4 separate regions of the Sus scrofa genome follow, and all the other regions are linked to region 1. Evidence: chromatin contacts called from public Hi-C and targeted proximity ligation data. All regions are on one chromosome and are shown on one strand. The core of a region is the stretch at or near the end of the contact, and the rest is flanking DNA. Distances in the headings are between cores, read along the strand shown. Region 1 overlaps THADA (thyroid adenoma-associated protein). Region 2 overlaps LOC106509843 (a long non-coding RNA gene). Region 3 overlaps LOC106509843 (a long non-coding RNA gene). Region 4 overlaps LOC106509843 (a long non-coding RNA gene).

The links. A called contact is a pair of places that touch in the nucleus more often than the background predicts.
Region 2: a Hi-C map of retroperitoneal adipose tissue shows a contact between it and region 1, with 2.1 times the contacts expected there. A contact is called at or near these places in 2 of 47 Hi-C or Micro-C datasets (retroperitoneal adipose tissue and subcutaneous adipose tissue) and 1 of 2 datasets of targeted methods (alveolar macrophages).
Region 3: a targeted proximity ligation map of alveolar macrophages shows a contact between it and region 1. A contact is called at or near these places in 2 of 47 Hi-C or Micro-C datasets (heart right ventricle and retroperitoneal adipose tissue) and 2 of 2 datasets of targeted methods (alveolar macrophages and skeletal muscle).
Region 4: a contact with region 1 is called in a targeted proximity ligation map of alveolar macrophages.

The regions. Positions count from the first base shown.
Region 1 is chr3:97,129,999-97,132,698 of Sscrofa11.1, forward strand. The region is part of intron 33 of THADA (thyroid adenoma-associated protein); the gene reads left to right. Among named protein-coding and RNA genes, the nearest start is that of ZFP36L2, 69 kb to the right of the region's middle.
Region 2 is chr3:97,418,800-97,421,611 of Sscrofa11.1, forward strand. LOC106509843 (a long non-coding RNA gene) reads right to left here. Exons shown (of 8, transcript XR_002342750.1): 6 at 345-1,734. Among named protein-coding and RNA genes, the nearest start is that of TRNAI-UAU, 150 kb to the right of the region's middle.
Region 3 is chr3:97,552,993-97,555,965 of Sscrofa11.1, forward strand. The region is part of intron 2 of LOC106509843 (a long non-coding RNA gene); the gene reads right to left. Among named protein-coding and RNA genes, the nearest start is that of TRNAI-UAU, 13 kb to the right of the region's middle.
Region 4 is chr3:97,529,268-97,531,967 of Sscrofa11.1, forward strand. The region is part of intron 2 of LOC106509843 (a long non-coding RNA gene); the gene reads right to left. Among named protein-coding and RNA genes, the nearest start is that of TRNAI-UAU, 37 kb to the right of the region's middle.

The DNA of each region.
Region 1 (2,700 bases), core at 148-2,647:
AGGTTGAAGTTTTTCTTTTTTTTTTTTTTTCTTTGTCTTTTTAGGGCCTCACCCATGGCATATGGAGGTTCCTAGGCTAAGGGTCAGATTGGAGCTGCAGCTGCCAGCCTACGCCACAGCCACAGCAACGCAGGATCTGAGCCACATCTTCGACCTACACTACAGCTCTCAGCAACACCGGATCCTTAACCTACTGAGCAAGGCCAGGGATTAAACTTGTTAAACTTGCGTCCTAAGGGATGCTAGTCAGATTCATTTCCACTGAGCCACAATGGGAACTCCTGAAGTTCTTTTTGTTATTTTTCATATGAATATCCAATCGTTCTGACTCAGCAAGACCTCTGGGCTCTGGGTTCTCCCTGTCTGTGCCGGGAGGGAAGGTGCCCCTGCTTAGTAGTCTGGGGCAACTAGAAGTCTCACCTTATGTGTTGCTTTCTTCTCTCGGGGGCCATGGTCCTGGACTGCCCATGTCTGATGTTTAAAAACAATAATTTCACACGTTTGTCTAGTTTATAGCTGTTAGTTGTTTATGGCAAAGGGCAATTCCTATAGTGGTTAAACTTGCATGGGCTAAAAGAACTATCACCTTCATCACTTTGCTTTGAAACTTCTTGGTTCCTCAGTTGTAAAGTGGGGATGGTACCCTCAGAGCATTGGGGTAAAGGTCACCTGAAAGAAAGAGAAAAAAAAAAAAACTGTGAAAACCCCATGGAAAGTAACATTATAAGAAAGAAAAAATCTAGCATAGGAAGACAAGCAGGTATTAGGAAGTAAAATTGGTACCAAAACGAATGGTCGGTCATCTCATCAGAACTTCTGCTGGTCCCATGGCCAGCTACGCTTACTCCCAGGCTCTCCTCCAGTGCCCATCTGGCAGAATGTACTTGATGGCACACTAAACCGCATGCCAGTGCAACCAGATTCTGTTGGATTTGCCAGCTGTAGATTGTACCTTGTGGCGTCATTCCCACATTGATGTAGGCCAGTGGCACCAGAAACCTCTTCAGTCTTAGAGACTGTTTCTTCCAGAACTATAAACTGTAGCGCTGGCAAGACACTGAGATCAGCAGTCCTAGCCACTCATTACAGGTGCGTCGGCAGAGGTAAGCCCCACTTATTTAAAAGAATCTTCCCAGCCACTGAGACTCTCAAAAAGGTTTCACACCGTATCTCATTGCCGAAGGGCAAAAGGGAAGCCCCAGATCCTTTGTGGGGAAGAGGTTAAATGAAATGGGGGGGTGTCTAAGCTGTGATGATACAGAAGTTGCTGATTTCTCAATCTTGTCCTTGGGAGCAATTCGCTGACAAAGAACCCAAAGCAGTGTATGCTAAGAAGTAATTTTATGTTTGTGTCTTCGGGTTGTCATGTGTTTATCCACAAGTATTTCCTGACTTCCTCCCTGTGTTGGGCAGAGGCAAGGATGGGATGGTGGGTGGAGGCAAGAAGTGAAAACTGCTGGTCCCACCCAGGGCCTGGTGAGCTCATTTTTAGCCTACCCAAATCCCTTCAGAACTCTTCGGACTCCATCTCCCAAGCCACAGGGACTGTTGTTATTTTTGGGTTGACCAAGTAGTCTTCAAATAGTATTTTCAGAAGCTCATCCTCCTTCCTCAAGAGCAGATAAGGCGTTTGGTGCCTAAAAAAGTACTTGGAGAATCTGCTGGGGCAGGGGAAGGAGGGAGTGTTTTCAGAGGGATGTGTGTGTCGGGGCCATGCCCGTACGCAGGGCAGAAGGGGTTCAGAGACCCAGAAAGTAGGCAAGACGTAAACAGCCGGCACCCGTTCAGGGTGCTTCTCAAGACGGAGCGAGTCTCCAAACGCTTCCGCCAGGTCCTTCTCCTTGTCTGTGACTGGAAGGGCCCTTCAGGTCAGGATTACTGTTCACCAGGAGGAGCAGAGGATTAAGTAGAAGAATTGGAATTTCCCTTCGATAAGGAGAAGCCAAGATGTATTAAATCACTCGATTTGTGGTGTTGTTGTTGTTGTAGTTCCTATGGTTTCCTCTCCTCTCCAAACATAATTGTGTTTTTTTTTTATACTGAGAAATTGCATAACAGACCATTAACAGCACAGAGTGTACAAACTATCATCTCTGATTATTTTTAGAACCAGTTTATCAACTGGTCCAGATAAGAACATTTGTTGGGTCTGATTACCAGATCTCTCTGACCAGAGCTCCAGTTCTTTGAAATAGAAAAAGCTGACCGTCTCACTGTGCCTTAAAAGTAAAATCCACTTTGTATTCTCTCACTTTTTTTAAGGAGAGTAAAGGGGTGGGGGTGGGGGGGGCTTCTACAGACGTTTCCTGATCGAGCGGGATCGGAGAATTCCGAGTCATTACCATATGTGAGAGAGAAATTCATTCATTCATTCATTTGTCCGAAACTTCTACAGACGTTTCCTGATCTAGCGGGATCAGAGAATTCTGAGTCATTACCATATGCGAGAGAGAAATTCATTCATTTGTTCACTCAATCATTCAAGGAGACAGCACAGGAAAGGTAGAATCAAGAACCTGCCTCTGAGGCTCAATGGCAAGCGACCACCAGAGTGGCACGGTCCATACCCTGGCCATTTATACAGCGTCCCCAGTGTGGCAGTGAAACTGTTTTTTTCTGTTTGATTGGCCTCTTTCTAAGTAGAACAATTTTGCTGTGATTACTGGGGTTTTAGCTTCTCCCATAACGGTCTCTGCGGGG
Region 2 (2,812 bases), core at 237-2,736, 290 kb after region 1:
GATGGTTCTGGTCCCTGGGGCTTGCTGGTGGGGTAGGGGCAGGAAGAGGTGAAGCCAAAGTGCATGGTCCCTGCACATAGCTGGTGAGGCAGATCTTGGCTCTGCGGCCCCTGGGACCTAGGACTACCTGGCTGCATTCTCACTAGAACGAGCAGCGTTGCATGAAGCCACTTCCCAGACTCCCTTCCTCAGCCATTCCAAACCACCTCCTGATTGGCACCATATTGTGCTGGCACCATCTTGCATCGCTGGTTTGCTAGGGAGGGGGTGTCATTAAAATTTCTCCCCACTGCAATCTGAGTCAAGTCCCACCCACCCCCTTGCTGTGAGATCTCCCCTCAGACCTGACTGGGTTTCTCCCACACGAGCCTCTGAGGTTGAAGGTTAAGGGGCTGCCCTTTTTGCTTCTCATGTTCTCTCTTCCTTAGGCCCCCCTTTTCTGGTCCCATTGCCATCAGCAGCAGCTTCTCTACATCATGTCCGCTTCACCCCCTGCTTGAGGTCTTGCTTCGAATTCACCCCTCCAACTTCATTGGGCCATACGCCTCAGCGGGAAGGGCTGCAGGAAAACAGGAATCACGGGGAGATGAAAACACATAACTTTACATATCTGCATGCAGAGACCCACGGACAATGGATACCAAGAGCCCTGCCTATCCAGGCCCCTCTGCCCGCAGACACCGTGGGGTGAAGTGGGACCAGCCCAGGGATTCCTCCGTGCTGCCCTAGGAGGATCCCCTCCTGGATCCCTCCTCTTTACCCTCAAGAATGTTTTTCTCACTGTATCTCTCAAAGGCCTTGGGAAAGAGGCAAAGAGGAGGGAAATATACCTCTATTCAGATCTTACTAAAGGTAAAAATCTGGAGATGCCTTTTAGCTGGTGGCCTTCCACAGCTTAAATGCCACCTGTCCCTTGAGGCTTCTGGACCCAAGTCCCCTCCGCTGAGCTCCAGACTCCAACATTGGCTGCTCTGGGGCTTGGCTGTCTGATCCCCCAGCGGATCCTCCAATTCAGCCGGCCCCCACATGACTCATTCTCTTCCTCAAAACAGCCTGCTCCTCTTTCCCCAAACCCACACGGCCCTGATCCTCTCTTCTCCCTAAACGGTTCTCATGCCTCCTTCCCTCTCTCCCACTGCCCCGGGTCAGCCCTCATTTTCTGCTTCCCCTCTGGGTTTTCCCTGCCACCTCCCCCCAGGCCGTTCATGGTGACCACGGGACTTTTCTTAATAGCAAGTTTTAGGTCTTAAGCACCACCGGCCCCCAGGCTTAAAATTCTTCCTGAACTCCCTGGCGCCCAGAGGACAACACCCTTGGCAGAGCGGCGAGCTCCTTCCCCATCTGGCCTCCCCTGACCCTTCTGCTCTGATGTGATGCTGCTTCATAGGTCCCCAAACAGGCCTGGCTCCCTCTCAATGGGGCCCCGGCACACCGGTGTTGGAATGTTCTCACCCTCTTGAGTGCCTGCTGAACTGCTCATTTTTCAAAATCCTGCCTGAGTCACATCCCCTGGGAAAGCGGCCTTGGAGTGAATCACGCCCTCCTCCACGTTCCCCGTTACTGTGGTACCTGATTCAGGTTTCTCCGGGGGCCCCTCCCATCCTTCGCCGTGCAGCCTGGCTGCAGCACTGTCACCTCCTACCTGGATTGTGGTAGGTGCCTTCTGACCGGTCCCCCAGCCCTTTGCCCTCACCCTTTCCAGGCTACTGTGGATACAACAGCTCACACGGTCCTCTGAAAAAAAAAAAAAAAAAAAAAAAAAAACAGTCAACACACATCTCTCTGCTCAAAACCCTCCAGCACCTCCCATCTCACCATAAAAGCTAAAACCCTATAGCAGCCTCTCAGATCCTCCTGGCATGGTCTTCCTTATCTCTGGACCCTCATTCCTGCTTCTCTTTCCCTCTCTACCCCAGACTCACTGGCTTCCTTGCTGCTCCTGAATATCGCAGTCCCCCTCCTGCCCCTGGGCCTTTGCACGTACCCCAAAAAACCATTCTCATCTCTGCTATCAGCTTCAATTCTTTGTTCCTGTCTCACCTTCTCAGGGAAGCCTGACCTCCTGGGCCCTGTGAACACAGCGACCAACCCACACCTCCTGATCCTCCTCACCTGCTCCACTTTCCTTTCTTATAACACTTTTCACTTTCTAAACATATTATTCACCTGATTTTTTTTTTTTGTCTTTTTGTCTTTTCTAGGGCCACACCCATGGCATATGGAGGTTCCAGGCTAGGGGTCTAATCAGAGCTGTAGCCGCCGGCCTACACCACAGCAACATGGGATCGGAGCCGTGTCTGTGACCTATACCACAGCTCACGGCAACGCCGGATCCTTGACCCACTGAACAAGGCCAGGGATCAAACCCACAACCTCATGGTTCCTAGTCGGATTTGTGAACCACTGAGCCACAACGAGAACTTATTTTTTTATTTTTATAGCCTGTCTGCTCTTCCAAAACTATTTTGTTTACGGAGAGATCCTATGAGCCTAGAATAGTGCAGACATGTGGTATACACTCAATAATAACTGAAGCAATCAAGCAAGCAAGCAGTCAATCAAAGCTATTTCTTGGTGGGCTCCCCAGAAGTCAGTGAAGTCCTAGAGGTGGAATCCATGCTCAGTCACCTCTGGATCCTCAGGGCTTAGCCCACTGCCCTGGCCACCATGGGTGTACAAGAACCAGTGAATGAATGAATGAATGGATAGATGAATGAATGAATGAAGGGGGCCCTGCCCTTTTGCCTGAGGAAGAAAAGCAGGGGCCTGAGCAGATAGTCCACACAAATGATACCACTGCCCGTTGGTTCCT
Region 3 (2,973 bases), core at 274-2,773, 420 kb after region 1:
CAGCACCCACCCTCTGCTTTCTGCTCCCCTGTCCCTCTTCCAAGCACCTTTCTTTCCCAAAGCCCCCCACACACACTCCCTATCCTTCTTTCCCACCCCCACCACCTGCTCTCTGATGGGCTTTGCTAAACTCACACATGCTGAGGGGCTGAGGGGCTGGCAGGCTGCCCACCAGGAGAAAGCATGAAGGAGCAGGAGGAAAACTGGAGCTATTGAGATGGGACCTTATTTTTATGTTCTTTTTTTTTCCTTTCTTTATTTTTAGGGCTGCACCCACGGCATATGGAAATTCCCAGGCTAGGAGTTGAATCAGGGCTGCAGCTGACGGCCTACACCACAGCCACAGCAACGCAGGATCTGAGCCACATTTGCAACCTACACTACAGCTTGTGGCAATGCCAGATACTTGACCCACTGAGCAAGACCAGGGAATCAAACCCACATCCTCATGAATACTAATTGGGTTCTTAACCTGCTGAGCCACAATAGGAACCCCCCCTCCTTTATGTCTTTTTTTTTTTTTTTTGTCTTTTTGCCTTTTCTAGGGCCGATCCTGTGGCACATGGAGGTTCCCAGGCTAGGGAATCTAATTGGAGCTGTAATCGCCGGCCTACACCAGAGCCACAGCAACTCAGGATCCGAGCTGCATCTGCAACCTACACCACAGCTCACGGCAACGCTGGATCCTTAACCCACTGAGCAAGGCCAGGGATGGAACCCGCAACCTCATGGTTCCTAGTCGGATTCGTTAACCACTGAACCATGACAGGAACTCCCGGAACCCCTTATTTTATGTTCTGACATTGACACTGCAGGCCAAGCCCACTGTTAAGCTGCTGATACATAGCAAATCACGACCTGGAACTGGTGTGGGCTTTGAAGAAGAGTTAAAAGTTTGTCGCAGTGTTGTTTTTTGATGAGAATTTCGAAGGCCTGAGCCCTGGGGTAGAGCTTTGGATGAGTCCTTCTATACAAAACAGGTGATTAAAGATCCAGCTCCTAAGGACCGGCATCCTCGGAGCCATTTTCCCAAAGGGCAGGGGCAACCAGAGGACGGATGGGGACCTGGCTAAGGCTCTGCCTGTGGTCAGCAGAGGGCTAACAGGCAGATGACCAGGGCCATCCCTCCCCCCAATCCAGGCCTTCACTGGATGAAACAGTCTGTGGGGCAGGAAGAGTACCTTTTCTCTGCCCAAACCCCAGCCCACTGGGGAGCAAGTCCACTTTTCCCAACGTGTTTTGCTCCCACTGGGAGATGATTTGGGTCAGTGTCCCATTAGCCCAGGACAGAGTCCCTGCCCCTCCTCCTGACAACTGCTGGACAGTCAACCCTCACTGCCAACACCCTGCGTTGGCCCAAGCCGCTTCCTCTCCAGACCTCCTGCCCCCCTCTCTCCTCGGCCTGCCAGAGTCCAGGAAAGGCAGAAAGCTCTGGACAGGCCCCCAGTTGCCCTGTAGGCTGTAGATAAAATAAAGTCAGTGGCTATTCCCTAAGGTCCGCACTGCTCAGGCTCCACTACTAGGGGGAGCCCTCTAAGGCAGAGCCACAGCGCCACCTGGTGGTAAAGGGCCAACTGTGCAGCTAGGCCTGAGACAGCACAAAGACAAATACCTCCTGGGTGCCCCTTTCTTAACTATTTCAGTAGTTGCTGGGGGTCCTCCCTAGATCCCAGGAGAGCCCCATCCTGAGGGCTGAGGGACGACTGTAAAGTTGAAGTCCCCAGTCACATCTCTGACACACACACCCCCATACACATAGCAAAACCCCTTAGAAAGGGCCTGGGCTTCTGTGTCACGAGGACTAGGTCCCTCCTACCTTCTCTGGTTGATATACGTCTGAGTTCAGGCAATTACATAACCTCGTGAGCCTCAGTGTCCTGCCTCTAAAATCACTTCTTTTTTTTAAGAACAAAATAATGCCATTTGCAGCAACATGGATGAAACCAGAGACTCTCTTACTGAATGAAGTCAGAAAGAGAAAGACAAATACCATATGATATCACTTATATCTGGAATCTAATATATGACACAATTGAACCTTTCCACAGAAAAGAAAATCATGGACTTGGAGAATAGACTTGTGGCTGCCAAGGGGGAGGGAGAGGGAGTGGGGTGGATTGGGAGCCTGGGGTTAATAGATGCAAACTACTGCCTTTGGAGTGGATTAGCAATGAGATCCTGCTGTATAGCACTGGGAACTACATCTAGTCACTTATGATGGAGCACGATAATGTGAGAAAAAAGAATGTATACATGTATGTGTAACTGGGTCACCATGCTGTATAGTAGAAAAAAAAATTGTATTGGGGAAATAACAATTTTTAAAAAAAGAAGAAGAAGAAAATACAATTGCTTCTTTTTTTTCTTTCTTTTTTTTTTTTTTTTTTTTTGGCCTTGCCCTCAGCATATGGAAGTTCCCTGGGGCCAGGGATCGAATCTGCTTCACAGCAGTGACAACACCAGAGCCTTCACCCACTGGGCCACCAGGGAACTCCTAAAAGAGAAGCAATAAGAAGGCTTCCATAGATTAGGAATCAATTGGGTAAAAAAGTCCCTACAGCAGTAGCTAGTTCATTGCAAGTGTTCAAGAAATAATGGTTTCCTTACCCTTCTGTCTGGATTTGGTGCCTGAGAAACCCAGACTTACTCAAAGGCAGGGCCAAGGGGACAGTCAACACCCAAAGTCTAGGATGGGAACTGTTTCCATCTCAGCTCCTCCAAGAAGCCACTTTAAGCTATTTGCCTCTCTCTGAACACCTTGTGTTGAGGGTGACCAACCCACCTGGCTTACACTGAATGAGGGAATTTTCAAGAAGAGAAGGATCTTTGGTGCTGTCCCAGGCCATCCGGGATGTCCTTTCCTCACAGCCCAGTTCTAGGGCGGCACATAACCATGGGCTGTAGCCCAGGAGTGTGCACGGTAATATTTCCCAGTCACTGCCCCCACACGCTGTGTCTTCTCATCAGCTTCTG
Region 4 (2,700 bases), core at 9-2,508, 400 kb after region 1:
AGGTGCTGCCCTAAAAAGACAAAAAAGAAAAAGAAAAAGCAGAAAAAGACCAAATACAATAATAACGAATCTAGGTGTTCCTGTTGTGGTTCAGCAGTAACGAACCCAACTAGTATCCATGAGGATGCGGGTTTGATTCCTGACCTCAGTGGGTTAAGGATCTGGCGTTGCTGTGGCTGTGGTGTAGGCGGTCAGCTACAGCTGATTCACCCCTAGCCTGGGAACTTCCATATGCCATGGGTACAGCCCTAAAATAATAATAATAATAACAATAATAACAAATCCAGCCTTGATTATACTCACCTTTATACTAGCAGTCTAAATACTATGTATTTTATTTTTTATTAAAGTATAGTTGATTTACAATGTTGTGTCTATTTCTGCTGTACAGCACAGTGACCTCTTCACACATGCATGTACATTCTTTTTCTCATATTACTGTCCATCATGTTCTATCACAAGTGCCTGGATATAGTTCCCTGTGCTATATATTGCTTACCCATTATAAATGTAATAGTTTGCATGTTAACAAAGGCATAAATTTATATATGTATGACCAGGTCACTTTGCTATACAGCAGAAATTGGCACAATACTGTCAATCAATGACACTTTAATAAAATAAACTTTTTAATTTTTAAAAATTTTTTTAAAAAGAAAGCATAAACTTAATCTTTTTTAAGGAGGAAGAATCCTACAAAAGCAAAGGAGCTCTGGGTGCTACACGTGTCAAGAATCGGGGTCTGAATTCATGTGTGGATTCACTGCCTCTCTCATTTTAAGGGTCTAAAATGTAAGCGCCTCAGGACGAGCTGCCCCCAGCAGGTCCCAGAACCTCACTGCCCCTCCTCAAAGTACAACAATACCCACCCTGGAGGTCACTGGGCAAAAGCAGGAGTGGTCAGGGCAGAGAGGAGGGCGGGACTCAACACAGGGGTTCAGCCAGCGGCTGTGGCTGGCCAGTGTCCCCCCTTTCTGCTGAATGGGCTGGCCAGCACGTCACGGTCAAAGACTCTGTCCATGTGGAGTGCACAACTCCTTCCAGCCAGGTTCAAACCAGCCAGCCCAGCTGTACTCAGCTGGTTGCAATTGCAGCCCCATTGGGCTGGGGTTTCACTTTCAACATTGATTTATGCGAAACACAAGGTTGCCTGAAATCCACTCAAATTCCTCTTCCATGAAGCAATGGTTCCGGAAGGGAGGGAAGGGCCCTGGCACCCTAACATGGGCTAGGGGAGCGTCCACAGAGCTGGAGCTCTCTGTACAAGGAAGTACCCCAGGGAGCAGAGCCACACCCCCAGGGCGCTGGCAGGAGGCCTCCTTGGAGAGATGATGGAGGCACGCAGTGGAATCCTGCACAGCATGGAAAATAAGTGAGCTAGAGTCACGTATGTCTGTGGGCTAGCATCCCTAAACATACTGAGAAGCAGAAACTGATTACACAAGAATACATAGTAGAACGACATTATTTATACAGGTTTCAAAGCAGGCAAAACAACTCTGTAAATATTTCAGAAAAACATGCATATGTACCAAAAAGTTAAAGAAATTTATGAGAATGAAAAATGCCAAATACCAGATACTAGTTACTTCTTGGGGAGAAGGGGAGGGGGTGGGGGAAGGGAGGTGGGTTTGGAAGGTGCTCATGGATGCCTTCAGCTGGATTTGTAATTTTATTTCTGAGACTGGCCTGTGCTTACAAGGGTGTTCACTATAGCACGATTCATTCTGGTATTTTCAGGAAAGTAAGGCCTGAAGGGGGTAGAGGATGAAACAAAAATTTCTAGCGTCACCTCCAGCAACACCCATGGGGAAAGAAAACACATCCATAGCCAAACCTGGTCCCTCACTTCGCCCCTATATCACCCAGGGAGGAAGACAGGAGGGGCCGGGGAGGCTTTCAGGACAGAGGTCTGGCTGCCTCCGAGGGGGGTACCCAGGACTCAATGAGGCTGATAGCAAGCAACCATGAGGTCCCCAGTATGCTCAAGGCTGGAGTGAGGAAATGCACCCCAGGACTCCTGTGTAAGGTCCCAGAGCCCCACTGTCATTCTATTAACCATTTCCCCCAGAGAGCCCAACCCTCCCACCCCTACACTTTCCCCTCTGTCCACACAGGCCTCACAGGAAAAGCATCCGTATAGCTGTTCAGGCCAAGAACCCAGGCCTGGGCCCCAGCTGCAGCCACAAACCCCAAGGCCACCCAGAGGGCCCAGGGTACAACCGTCTCCTGCTCCTGTTCCTCCAAGAACCAGGAGGTGGGGCCTGGGCCTGCCCTTTCCCTGCCTCCAGCAGCAGAACTGGTGCCTCACTTAGTCCTAGCCGAAGGCTCACTCTCCAACATGACAGCCTGGCCCCACCAGTGCCCAGCTGCTCCCTGTGATTTCACCAAAGGGTTGCATTTGAAAACTTTAAACAATCATGGAGTTCCCGTCCTGGCTCAGCAGTAACTAAGCCAACTAATATCCATGAGGACGCAGGTTAATCCCTGGCCTCGCTCAGTGGGTTAAGGATCCGGGTTGCTGTGAGCTGTGGTGTAGGTCACAGATGCAGCTGGGATCCCGTGTTGCTGTGGTTGTGCTGTAGGCCTGCAGCTGTAGCTCCAATTAGACCCCTAGCCTGGGAATTTCCATAGGCCCTGAGTGCAGCCCTGGGGGGAAAAAAGGCAAACTAGATATTCAGAGACATGGAAGGCCTTGGA